Regions from separate parts of the Zea mays genome. Here regions 1 and 2 are each linked to region 3. Evidence: chromatin contacts called from public Hi-C data. All regions are on one chromosome and are shown on one strand. The core of a region is the stretch at or near the end of the contact, and the rest is flanking DNA. Distances in the headings are between cores, read along the strand shown.

What was found. A called contact is a pair of places that touch in the nucleus more often than the background predicts.
Region 1: a Hi-C map of endosperm shows a contact between it and region 3, with 4 times the contacts expected there. The contact joins the promoter of LOC100280873 here to the promoter of LOC541880 in region 3. A contact is called at or near these places in 6 of 25 Hi-C or Micro-C datasets (bundle sheath, ear, endosperm and 3 more).
Region 2: a Hi-C map of leaf shows a contact between it and region 3, with 3 times the contacts expected there. The contact joins the promoter of LOC100383760 here to the promoter of LOC541880 in region 3. A contact is called at or near these places in 9 of 25 Hi-C or Micro-C datasets (bundle sheath, ear, endosperm and 3 more) and 1 of 3 datasets of contacts at active chromatin or transcription factors (leaf).

Annotation. Positions count from the first base shown.
Region 1 is chr8:137,053,896-137,058,679 of Zm-B73-REFERENCE-NAM-5.0, reverse strand. It overlaps LOC100280873 (protein transport protein Sec61 beta subunit), which reads right to left and starts at 1,925. Exons shown (of 1, transcript NM_001153793.1): 1 at 1,060-1,925. The coding sequence starts at 1,783. The coding sequence ends at 1,460. It overlaps LOC101202700, which reads left to right and starts at 3,030. Exons shown (of 3, transcript NM_001294319.2): 1 at 3,030-3,378; 2 at 3,479-3,536. The coding sequence starts at 3,104.
Region 2 is chr8:136,632,038-136,636,405 of Zm-B73-REFERENCE-NAM-5.0, reverse strand. LOC100383760 reads left to right here and starts at 1,323. Exons shown (of 1, transcript NM_001176395.1): 1 at 1,323-2,984. The coding sequence starts at 2,392. The coding sequence ends at 2,982.
Region 3 is chr8:136,806,914-136,811,440 of Zm-B73-REFERENCE-NAM-5.0, reverse strand. LOC541880 (protein-tyrosine-phosphatase MKP1) reads right to left here and starts at 3,184. Exons shown (of 5, transcript XR_004852096.1): 1 at 2,911-3,184; 2 at 854-2,816; 3 at 528-669.

The sequences.
Region 1 (4,784 bases), core at 676-3,175, 250 kb before region 3:
TCAAGTGTCTGCTCTGCTCTCGCTAAATTCTATCGGATTTTCAGAGGACTTAGGTCCTCGAACTTAAATGTTGTATCACTTAAATCACCGAACTTTCATTAGTATGCTCTAACGTGGCACAACATTGTCATCATTATGTATGTTTTTAATGAGTGTGGTATACATGTCACAAAGGTACATCTTTATCTTGTATACTTTAGCATCATTGACAATCTTCCCACAAATTTATACTCATCCATGTGTGTAATCTTGGATCTAAATCATTTAAGCACACATGTAGGGGACTCTTATCACTACTAAATCAAGTTTTATGGTGCTTATTCATATTATAATGACAAAGATTGAAAAGTTAGATAAATGACATAAAATCCAAGTACACTAGCGTGAAGTGCTCAACGAAGGGGGCAGATTGAAAAGTCATTGCTTTGCTTTATTTTTTGTGAATGGGTGACAACTTAGGTGGATTAATATGTTTTTATGTTGAGACACACAAGATTTAGTCCACAAGTACACTAGGGCGAGCAACTCTAGCCATATAGATAGGATGTTGGAAGATTGTCACTACTAAATGATACTAAGGTATATAAGATGAAGATATACCTTTATAACATACAAATCGAATGTGGATGTGTCATGCCACATTAGAGCACACTAATGAAACCACATCAGATCACACTAATAAAAGTTCGGGGAATCAAGTGACATTAGGGACCCACCCAAGTGACCCTTAACCTGACGACCAAACATTAGTGGAGGTCCATACCCTTGACCCGACACGCTTAAAACTTTGATAAAAAAACTCATAGCAGCATCCAGTTCAAGCCTAATGCAATAAGGAGCTGTCATATGCTTTGCCCATTCTAACTTCCAGGTATATAAATCAACCAGCATCATATTGTTATAACCTCGCGATGAACATAATAACATCATGTCGAGCATAGCTACTTGTACAAACTTCGAATGCTATAGTTTCAGAACAAGAGCTTGCTGGAGGGGCGAAACAAACACTGACAAATTATAGGAGCACACAACATAATGCAGAATTTTATGGCTAGCAGGTAAGGTGCGAAGCAATAATCAAACTCCCCAGTTCGGTAAAAGTACCCAGAATACCTAGCAAGTGCAGAAAGTAGTTAATGGAGCGACAACAATGGAGCACATCTAAAGCTAGGAAGATGCACTTGTAGCTAGCAAGCAGAATTAGAAGAAACTAGTCATAGTTATTCCAGTAATAATTCTCAAAGCAAGGGAAGAAAATAACAGAAAGGGCGCATTAAGTTGACCAGTACTAGGGTTTCCATCTGCAGATCGAAAGTAAGGACCAACCAAAAGCTAGGCAACACAACAAGCTGCGCGTCTCGCCATACACAAATTCATCACCCAAAAACCAAAACCTTCACCGTCTGATCTGTCTGTCTGATCCGATGTGTGGGAGCAAGAGCGGTCGGATCGGATCGGATCACGCGGAGGCCGCGGCCGTCCGGGAGCGGTAGAGCTTGCCGAAGATGTGGAGGGCGGTGACGAAGCCGATGAAGCAGAGGGACATGACGAGCACCATGGTAGGCGAGAGCCGGAGCCCCGGCGCCTCGTCGGTGTAGAAGCGGAGCATGTTGCTCCCGCCGCCCCCCGAGAATCCGCCACCCCCGCCGGACGCGGTGGCGCGGCGGCGGCGCATCCCGGCGGCCGCCGCGGCCGTGCCGCGCGGCCCCACGGTGGCCGGGCGCGCGCCGGCGCCGGCGCCAGCGCCAACGGAGGACTGCGACTGCGAGGAGGAGCGGGCCATGGCTGGCGGGCGGCGTACGTAGGGATCTGCGGCACGAGGCGGAGGATGAGTGGAGAACTCGCTCGTATGCTCGGGATCGGCGGCGCTTATGCTCCTCCCGCTGCTTCGTCGTCGTCGTCGCCTAGACGGGAGGAGATAAGCTCGGTGGTGGGGTCGGGGGATGGGCAGGTTATTACTGCGTGCCGTGCGACTGCTATTCGTTGGGCTGGCTGTATCCAACCCGTACGTACATACTATCGGCCTACGTACTCGTGATAATTGCTAAAGATCGCAAAACGGAGCCCACGAGACCCACCAGCCCATTTCATTTTATCGTTTGGACCTCGAAACCAAAGGGAGAACGTCGAGATGGCATTTGGCATTTTATCGTTTAAACTATTATGCTCCTTGGGTTAAGTGATTTTTTTTAAAAAGATCTAAGAGCGGATTTGCAAATATATAACAGTTCTATAATAAGAGGAGGGGTTGTTCCAAACCGGCCATCTCTTCCACTCAGTAGTTCTCTAGATTTTCATCCGCTTAGAACTAGTTAGTGTGCTTCACTTCTAAAGAGAAGTAAACAACTCTATCGTATTTGTCACACCTGTAAAAATGAACGGTATTGGAAGGAAGCGAGATCTTGTTGACAGTATACAAAGGCCCTCTTTGACACAACTTCTATAAATTTTTTTCATAGGTTTAAGCAAAAGATAGACCAAACAGGACATTTTTGAAGCAGTTATCAGTTTAGCTGTTTATCAGAATGTACTAAAAGCAGACAATAAATAGAAACTGTTTTTTACAACTTCTATAACCAAAATATGTTCCATGAAATTCGTGCTCAAGGCTTTATAAAAGGCTCGATTAGAGTTGGGGGTTTGTTTGGTTCAGCTTTTTTCTGAGAAGCTTTTCTAAGAATCTGATTGTGAGGAGAATCTGACTGTAAAGAGAATCTAAGTATCATGGTGATTACATGTAAAAGAAGATAAAATATTTCATAGGATTTATGATATCGAAAGTGATGGTTTTTACTATCGCAACGACTCAGCTTATTATATGTTCATGTTGATTTTAGACAATTTTGACCAAAATAATTCTTATATAAGCAGACTGAAAAGAAAAAAAGCTAGACATTTACTAGTCTGCAGCAGCTTCTGGTGTCTAGAAGCTGGAAAAAAAAGCTGCGGACCTGGTCTCTCCCTCGCCCACTTATGTGCCATTAAAGCCCAATACATGAGCTACAATGTGGCCCAGCCTCAGAAGGCCCAATAGGTGGTCACTCTACTACCCGAAGCCGCGGGCTGAACCCTAACTGACCCAGAGCGATCGGAGCTGACGACGATGGCCGGGAAGGCGGCGGCCGCGACGGCGGCGAGGTGGGCGGAGGGGTACCCGTGGAAGGAGAAGCTGGCAAAGTACAAGGGTGAGCTCGGGAAGGGGGTGTGGGGATACTGGGAGCTCGGCGCGTGGAAGCCGCTCGGCATCAGCGCTCGCAAGCGCGCCCGCCTCCGCAAGGAGGTGCTCCTCGCCGGCGAGGACTGGAGCTACGATCCTCCCCGCGGGGAGATGCGTACCAAGCGCAAGGGCCACAAGTGCGACCGCATCTCCGCCGAGAAGTAAGCGCGCGCATCTCTTGCGCCCCTCCACTCCATTTGTGTGCTTAGTTTGCTCACTGGGTCAACTGATTGACGCCTCGTTTTCATTTCCGTCTCTCAGGCGAGCAAATACTGTTGAGCTGATGAAGAAGATGCCCCAGATGCTGCTCGACTACAAGGTTTGCGTCTGCGTCATCTTAGTTTGTCTTATGTTACCCGTTGTAGGACGTTTACATTGCAATCCAGTGTGCTTCGTTTCCGTTTCTCAGGTCAGCAAATACATCTTGGGCTGCTGTTAGAGATTCTTGTGTGGAAGTGAAACCATGCCAATTTGAAGCCGTGATGGCTTAGATGTATTGTTGTAGCTGGTATTTTGGATTGCTCAGGATCTAGCAAACTTCATGATAATTAACATGAGTTTTTTTGGTTGAAGACTAGTTATCCTTACATAATAGCCTCCCACATTAAGTTTTTATTGTGCTGACACTATTTAGGCTCTGTTTGAATGCACTAGAGCTAATGGTTAGCTGCTAAAATTACTTGGAGACACCTAAACAGCCCAGCTAATAGTTCAACTATTAGTTCGAGTCATCCAAACACCCCAACTAATAGTTCAGCTAACTATTAGTTGCACCCTCAACTACCCATTAGTTATATCCAGTTTAATCCAGCTAATAGTTAGCCGGCTATTTATTAGCCAGCTAATTTCACTAGCATTTTTTCAGACAGCTAACTATTAGCTCTAGTGCATTCAAATAGGACCTTAGTCTATAGTGCAGTAATCTCTCAGTGATTTTTCTCAAACTTCAACCTTCACAGTACCGAAATCTAAATTTCATTTCGGTTCCTTTTATCATGGTAGATAACAGAAAAGGAGTAAACACTCACAGTCATTCTGTTCTATTCTGACTCTAATTGAGAACCTGTTAAGGTCCTTTTCGGCTTATATCGGGGTAATGAGGCCTATCGGGCCTATTCTTGTATAAGCAACATCATAATCTACATAAGAATATTATTCCTTTGTAATGTTCTAGTTCAGTGGCTTGTATATATTGAGATCATGCTGAGCCTAGTTGGCTTATCTTTTGTATAATGTCGAAACTAATGGTTTGCTTATCTGCTTGATCGATGCTAAACATAGTCATATTTTGAATCTTGATCACTGATCTAGACAAGCCACAGGCCTTGGGCACAGTTGTTTTAGCTTTGTTGCAGCAAGCCAGAAGGCTATCTTGGTATTTCCCCTGGAAAATTCCTTCAACTGCTATATTTTGGCTGGAATGCTAGCTTATGCTGGATTGCAGGTAGAGGTGTATTTGGGCAACAATTAGATTTGGGATTATCATCACGGCATTAGCATTAGCATAATTTAGTTATCATGTATTGTACACCAAATATATTTGGGATCTAGATTGGACCAAATATAT
Region 2 (4,368 bases), core at 74-2,573, 170 kb after region 3:
GCTAGAGCTCTTGTAAGTAGTTGAGAAGTGGAAAACTTGGATGCCATGAATGGTGGGTGGTTGGGGGTATTTATAGCCCCAACCACCAAACTAGCCGTTTGGTGAGGCTGTCTGTTTGATGGCGCACCGGACAGTCTGGTGCACACCGGACATGTCCGGTGCGACAGCCACGTCACCAAAAGCTGTTGGGTTCGACCGTTGGAGCTCTGTCTTCTGGGCCCGCCTTGATGTCCGGTGGCGCACCGGACATGTACTGTAGAGTGTCCGGTGCGCCAGCATGGGCGTGCCTGACCTCTGCGCGTGCAGCGCGCGCATTTAATGCGTCGCAGGTAGCCGTTGGCGCCGAAATAGTCGTTGCCCCGCTGTTACACCGGACAGTCCGGTGAATTATAGCGGAGCAGCCGAAGTGAATTCCCGAGGCTGGCGAGTTCCGGAGGCCACTCTTCCTTGGAGCACCGGACATATCCGGTGTACACCGGACAGTCCGGTGAATTATAGCGGAGTCGCCTCTGGAATTTCCCGAAGGTGAGCAGTTCGGAGTTGGAGTCCTCTGGTGCACCGGACATGTCCGGTGGCACACCGGACAGTCCGGTGTGCCAGACCAGAAGTGCCTTCGGTTGACCCTTGCTCCTTTGTTTGAACCCAATACTTGGTCTTTTTATTGGCTAAGTGTGAACCTTTGGCACCTGTATAACTTATACACTCCAGCAAACTAGTTAGTCCAAATATTTGTGTTGGGCAATTCAACCACCAAAATTAATTAGGGACTAGGTGTAAGCCTAATTCCCTTTAAGTCGACTTGAGTCATCTTCCGCATCACGTGATTAATTATCGCACCTGAATGAAATGCATTATCCATATGAATGCATATAGACAGGAATATCAAAAACCCTAAATAGTGCTACGCGATGACGAATTTAAACAGCTAGCGGCGAGGCGTTGTACAATTTTGTACGGAATCACTAGTTATTAATATATGACTACACGCAATAATTACGCTTCTCGAACCTAACGCAAACATCACGAACAACAAACTATACATATGAAATACAATTAGCATAATCACAACTTATCAGTTAATTAATTAAATTCTGAACTAATCCCTTGCCTTATAAATTATACTATATCTTTATAAATGATTAAAATATTTTATCATCACACATGTCTACCAAAATTCTACTCGGTCCACTAATTCAGCTAAGTGATCGGAATAGCGAAATAACTCGCTATAACTGAACCTGGCTCGATAATCGCAAGAACTGCGAAGTCGACGAGAGTTTCGTGACTTACGCAATTTATCGAGCACCCTAATGAGCCTCTCACTAACACATTAATTTATTCAACGATCGAACTATACTGAATAATTTATCAGCTTACCATTTCCACAGCTGACATGAATCCACGAGATCGGTAGCGATTTTCCGATCCAAGCAATTTGTCGAACGCTTGGGGAATATCGTGCTGCTAGCTTCGTCTTCACCCGATTCTTGGAATTTCTTAATGACACACGGATCGACGACAATCAGGAGGGTGACGTATATAGAGCTGTACTCGCGACGCGACGACGTTAACCGGCAAAGCTGAGCGAGCCGAGAGGGCGCACCGGCGAGCAGGAAACCACGCGAGTATAAGATGTGGAAAACGACGGGCTCGACAACACGCGAAGCGACAACAGTCGAATCGACAACAAAGCGTTGTCGAATTCGATGAACACGACCACAGTCGCATGCTGACGCGGTCAAGATAATTGTGGCTAGCAAGCTTGCGACAGAGCGATGATGGCGCGACACGACAAACTAAAACAGGGATACGACAACATGAGGCTTGATTCAACGCGGGGACTCGACGCGGAAACTTGACACGCCGTGGCGAGCAGAGAACTTCGCGCGCGCACTAGAAGAGTTCGACACGCGCAGCAGGGGCGAGCAGCAGGCGCCGAGCTGCGCGCAGGCACGCGACGGCCACGGCAAGGAAGCTCCGCGAGCTGAGCGACTGCGCGTCCGTCAAGCAGAGCAGGGCAGTCGTGCCATGGGAAGAAGCAGCGCGCGGCGAGGGAAGCAGACTCCGGCAAATCCCAGGGCGCGGCCATGGGAGACTCGGTAGGGGCACGACCGAGCAGAAATGGAGCTCGGCAAACTCCATGGGCGAGCAGAGCGCAGGGCGCTCCGGCCAGGCGAGCAGGGAGAGCACGCCATGACTGGAAACTTGGGGAATAAATAAAAAAACGCGGCGCGCAGAGAGAAGCGGCTGCCAGACGCCGTAGGAGACGGGCGCCGAGCAAGCAGAGGAGACGGGGCGCGATCCGAGCTCCGCGACACACAGGAAGATGAAGAAAAGCGGCTCGGCTGGGAGATCCGGCCAGGTACGTCCGTGAGGAGCTCGCGGCGCGCCATGGGAGCTTCACGAGCGAGATCGGAGCAGGGAGAGAAGGGGCGACCGAGCGCCGTCTCCCGCGGCGAGCACCGACGAGCAGCAGGGCACGACCATGGATGGAGCCGGGTTGGAGCTGGAGGGAGCTCGGCTGGGACTGGTCAGAGGGTCGCGGCTCGCGCAAGGAGCAAGGAGGAAGACGCGGTAGAGGGGATGAGCAGCGGACGCGGCTGGAGCAGAGCTCACGCGCAGGAAAAAAAATGGAGCGCCATGGCACCACTCGACTGGAAGCAGACCAGAGAGAGAAAAAGGAGTGGCTGCGCGCTAGAGGAGAGATCGAGCGACCGGGCGACGAGGAACAGGGACGCCGTGGCCAGGAAAAGCAGGGGGCAGAGCGAGCTTGCGGCCATGGCAGGGGCTCCAAATCCTGCGCAGAGAAAAACAGGACAGGGGCAGGGAAGAAGACGCCTGGAATCCGAGCAAGGGCTTGGCCGGGACGCGTCAAGTGAAGCTTCAGGGCGCGCGTGCTTGAATTTTATGCTTGAGTTGAGCGGCGGCTGGATAAGCGCGCAGGGAAAAGAAAATCCAGAGCCACGAACAGAGAAGGGATGAGAACGAGTGAACGACGGTGAAAAAAATCTGCGGGAGGTAGACGACGATTTTATCAATACGATGTGCTGGAGATATAAAGGGAGGCTGGTAGAAGTGCTCACAAGGATTTTAAAAACGAATCGAACAGAAAAGCAATGTACCTAGATAATTTCCAAGAATTTAGATAATTTATTCTGTGTGATTCGACTAATATTAGCCGAAACCATATCGGCTAAGGTATTTTTAATCTGCGAATGTATACGATATAGATAGTAAATGTAACACGGTTTTGATTTGACGAATACTCGGAAGCCGGATGAATTCGTACCGTTAACTCACCTTTTTAAATCAAGGCGAAAAGCAACGGACCGAATTAAACATATTTCGGCATTGATAATTTGTTCGGCGTGATTTGACCGAAATTAGCCGAAACCAGATCCGCAAATGCATACGCGATTTCGTCGCCAAACAGCGTGCCGAAGAATAAATTGAATTATATCCTCGCACACGATTTCGCTCAGACGACACACGATTCGGATTATTTTGCACCGAGTATTTTAGCTGTTGAGTTCAAATTAATCTGTCTGGAATACAAAGGCGTAAAAGTAGGTCGAGCTTCTGAATTCGGATTCGCGCGGCGATGAATTTTAAATATTCACCGGATGTACCGATTCTCGGAACGACGATGTCCCGAACATCACGAAAATTTTGGAAGAGCCCGAATAAATAGAAGTAAAAATGATGTCGCACTCGCGACAAACGGAACAGATGCGATATTAAAATCGCGATAAGCGAGGATGATTAAAATTTAAAATCCGTTTTATCCACTGATATTGCGTGCTTAAATTCATACTCGTTGTCGAGCAGAATATAAACACCTGGGGTGTTACAAGGTGTGGCCTCTTATGAATGATTAGGAGTGTAACACCCCAGGTGTTTATATTCTGCTCGACAACGAGTACGGATTTAAGCACGTGATATCAGTAAATAAGACAGACACTAAGGTCTAATTATTTTTGCCTATCGCGATTTTAGTATCGCATCTGTTTCGTTTGTCGCGAGTGCGACATCGTTATTATTTTTATCTGTCCGGGCTCTTCCTGAATTTTTGTGCTGTTCGGAACATATTTGTTCTGAAAATCGGTGCGTCCGGTGATTATTTAAAATACATCGCTCGCGCAAATACGAATTCGGAAGCCCGACTCATTCGGATGATTTTATCCCGGGCAAATTAATTTGAACTCGACAACTAAAATGTACAAGGCAAAATAATTTGTATCGCGCGAAATCTTGCGCGAGGTTATGACCTAATTTATTCTTCAGCACGCTGTTTCGACGACGAAATCGCGTATACATTCGCAGATATGGTTCCGGCTAATTTCAGTCAAATCGCAGAGCAAATTATCG
Region 3 (4,527 bases), core at 1,935-4,434:
ATAGAGTTCATTGGTAAATTTCCAGATGCTATTAGATCATTATCCTTCAGCCACAAAAATTCAATCAGGTATCAACTCTCACAAGTTTAGGAAAACTGAAGCAATCCTAGAAACATATATCTGCAATGCGACATGAACTGATTGGCCTATGTGCCATCTTTTGACACATCACTAGCACAATATTTAATCCAACCTTTTCTTGATGACCAAACATCGATGTTACAAACTAACAAACTAAATCAATAATTGAAAACGGTGACTAAAGGAAGAATTTAAGATAGGTAGGTGAAGCATGTGGGGCTCCCATAACACTGAAGCTAAATGAAGTTTGCAATTTTTTTCAGTTTCAGTTGCAACTTTTAGACTATTTGAGTGCTGCTATCACTAAAAGAGTCATCATCCTAAACAAGAAATCAGCTATCTCCTAAGTTTAAATTCCAAGATGTTTATACAGCTTCAATAGTAGCGAAAAGCTCAGAAGCAGAACGAAGTACAGAAAGTATAGGTGGTTCACAGTCTGCAGATACCTTGACAGGAAGAACATTGCTGAGGCCCTTTAGATGAAGAAAATCACTAGTGACCTGTTGCCAATCGACAGAGTCAACACTCTTGCTGCTCTCATTTTCGCCTCCTACCCATACATACACCATTTTAACTGCTTCTCCTCTCCTGATGGCATTCGAAGTAACAAAAATTAAAACCGACTTCGGGTCAAGATCCTTGCGTGCAAATGTAGTTAGCTTTCCCATGCTGGGCCACTGGTAGACTACAAGTTGTGCATTACTGCAGACTTCTGAGTTACTGTCAGTACGCTCAATTAATCTAGTTTCAGAATGCGAGCTCAAACTATTACCAGTGCATTTTTCTGAGCAAAACTCACTAGTCAGCTGTTTAACCCCATTTGTACTATTATCTGAGGCATCCTCGGTCCTGCGAATACTAGATGGCGCCCTTGGTGGCAATACAATAGACGGCACCCTTGGTGGCAATACAAGATCCTTTTGGAGAGATGGTAGCTTTAGAAGTGTGAAGCCTCCTCTCCTTTCTGCTATAGAAGAGGTCTTGGAAGGAGAGTGTATTGATTCCATGCCAGAAGGCTTTGAAGCTCCTTCATTAGATGATTGAGAAAGGGGAGACCTGGATGATGGCACCAAAGCATGTGTCAGATTAGATGAAGCAGGCGAGAGGCCAAATGATGGTGGAGAGCCAGTTGTAGGTGATAAGGAGGGTGAGTCTGAACTATACTTCGAGCTGACACTTGAATCCGATGATAAGGAGCTTGGAGAAAGGAAAGGAGGTGAGGTTGATGCCTCAGCAGCCAGGTGTTGTACCCGTGGATCAAAATCCTTCATTAGAGCAGAATCTGAATAAACACGAGCTAGCGACCTGGAGATAAACTTGTGCCTCAGTAAACTCCAGCTACTTTCTCTAGCTGGAAGATGGGTCTCATCACCAGCCCCAGAAGTTGAAAATGCAGGGACCACTCCCCCAGTGATTGCTTTGTAGACAAGCTCAAAATCAGCGTCATAGGACTCATTTTTCCGGCTTCCTGGGTCACTCTTGGATGCTGAATCGATCTGGTCCTTGCTAATCTTTGTATTACTATCTGAATTAGGTGGCATACTTGAAAATGCATCCCAGAACTCCTGCGGCTCCAGACCTTCTCTCACAACCTTGATGTGCCCCTGCACCTTCTCATACCTCACTACCTGAAACGCAGCAGCCTTTGCATCCTTTTCCATTACCGGATCACACTTCATTCCAACCCAGACATAGAGCGACGAGAGAACATGCACAATGAACGCGCCTCTAGAGTCAAGGGTGGCTGGGGATGGGTCGTTGAGCATTTTGGGCACCAAATGCAGAGGGGCATACTGGGAGTGAGGCGCCATGCGGTACATCCTGAGCACTGAATTTGGTGACAGCGGAATCGCATGCACACGCTTCTGGCACTGGAGAAGCTGGCATGCAAAGCCCATGTTTGGATTTGCGATCCCCCGGGCAGCCTTGACAAACTGGAAGGCGTCATCGAAGCTCTGGCCTTCCCTCCACATCAAGTAGGCGATGACCAGCGACGTGGAGCGTGACACCCCCTGGCAGCAATGCACAAGCACGCGGCCGCCCTGCTCCCTGACGTCCTCGAAGTAGTCAAACACGTCGTACAGGATGCTGGTGATGTCCTCGGTGGGGCTGTCCTGCAGCCAGAGGGTGCGGTAGACTAGGTCCGACTTGAAGTACTCCGGGCAGACAAAGCCCACACAGTTGAGCACGTGGGTGATGCCGTTCTTCCTGAGGATGTCGCGGTTCTTGGCGACGGCGTCGCCGCCGAGGTAGACGTGGTCGGCGACCTTGGAGCACTCCTTGTCGAAGAAGGCGATCTGGTCCTTGCGCCCCTGCGACCGGAGCGAGGAGAGGTCGAGGCGGAGCCCCTCCCCGGGCTTGGCGGGGGAGGACCCGCCCCCGCCGCCGCCCGCCCTGGAGGCGCCCGGCGTGGTGGGGTTGGGCCACTCGCCAACGTCGTCGGACCCCGCCTTGGGCCACTCGTCCAGGCTGCGGCGGGTGATGGCGAGCGGCTGCAGCGGCGGGAGGCACGACCGCGCCTTGGAGCTCATCGACCGCGGGGTGAGCGGCGGCGGCGGCAAGCCGCGGCGGGACTGCCCGCCCGCGACGTCCGGCGGGGCCGGCGGCGGCGGCTCCCGCGCCTCGGACCACGACACGGAGCGCCAGAACTTGCGCCCCCCGGCCGGCGCCGGGCCGTCGTCGGGGGTCGCCATGGACCGCCCGCGAATCGGAGCCTCCCCGGGCGGCGACGGACGCTGCGCGGAAGACAGCAGCACGCTTAGGCCAGTTCCGTTCCGTGCCACTGGACCAAAAAAAAAAAGCCTCAAAAAAATTGGGGGGAATCCGCACCTGATCCTCCCACAGCGCCAAATCCGGGCCGGGCGCGTCGGTCCGCGGCGGATCGGGGAGGACGCGGGCCACCAGATCGGGAGATCGGCGCGCCACCAGCTTGGTCGCCCACCTCTCGAACGACGGGGAAGGGAGACGAAGGGAAGAAGGGGAGGCAGTCAGGCAGTGACCTTAGTGGGTGAGGGTTTTCAGGAGGCGCCGGGGCGATCCGGCCCGTCGGATGCGCGCCGGACGGTGGCTGCGCGGTGGACCCTGGGGCTGACGTGGGGTGGTGGTGTTGACTGGCATTGGCAATTTGGCATCCCCCTCCAAATCCAAAAAGGAAAAAAAAATGTTAGGTGCACCTGCTCTTCGGGCACTTTGCAAACAAGTTTTGTAACGAGTCCGGTGTTGGCTTCCGGATGACAAAGATAAGGAAAAATTGTTGTATAAAGGTTCTCAGAGTCAGAACATGTACAACAGTGTCATATTGCAAAATATAGGGATCAACTTAGGAAAAACTATTTCAACAATATTCTATTTTATAATTTTTTTATCAAAAAAAATAACGCGCCATTCAAGTATATTACACCTCATATTAGTGTCGTATCCTTGTTTCCTACATCATTCTCAACATTCTCTTTCATAATAATATAGTTTATTTTCTAAAGTACATGATTTATGGTTTAACTCTTGAACTTCGAGTTGTTTTCAATGCCATGAACATGTTGAATGTAATATTTAAATTTTTGGCACTATTTTAAGACAACTTGTTCCAGATGCTCTTAGAGCAACTAAAAAAAGTCGTAAACCTTCCACAAAACATATATGAGGAAACAAATTCGGTTTTTCTTGCTTCGACAACTTCTTAATACTTTCTCCAAAAGTTTCGCGTTCCTCATCCTCCTCCCGCATATTTGCGTGTGAGCAATGTCTCCCCAATCCATCATATTTATAATGTATTATGGTAGTACAAATAGTATAATTTTTAAAAACTTCATAAAACTAATGAAAAATGCCGAATACCTGAGTTATAATGTATTTAGGAAGTTACATATTTGGGGATCTGATATTTGGAGGATGATTTTTGATCGATAACACCATGAATTAATTTTAGAGGCTTGTCTTGGTAACTAGCGAAGATGCTCATAGTGAGCAAGAATCGACGAGAAATTCTCTTTGAGCCTCGAAGGCGGCGGAAATTTGTCATGGGGAATATTAGGTGTGGAGACAGTTTTGTTTGCTCGTGTGGTCATCCATGTCGGGTGCTAATCTCTCTCTCGTTTCGTGTACTGAACCATCGGCGAGGCGTGGACGCTCTTGTCGCCTTGCGGCACTTTAGAACCAGCCAGACGAGCAACATCACATACGTGCATAGGCAACAAAAGCTGCGAAAAAAACATGTACGTATCCTGAAGAAGTGTACACCTCGCTGACACGTCACACCGCATTCTCAATCCCACACAAACCTGACATGGCAATGGCATGGAATGGAAGCACAAATCGGATCCAGAGACGGAGAAATAAGAATGTACAAGGAGATCACGGATTTCTAAATAATAGATCTAACAGTTCAGCAAAACAACCCAATATTGAGTTGGTCAGTCCATATTTGTAATGGTTCGCGGAATACCATTT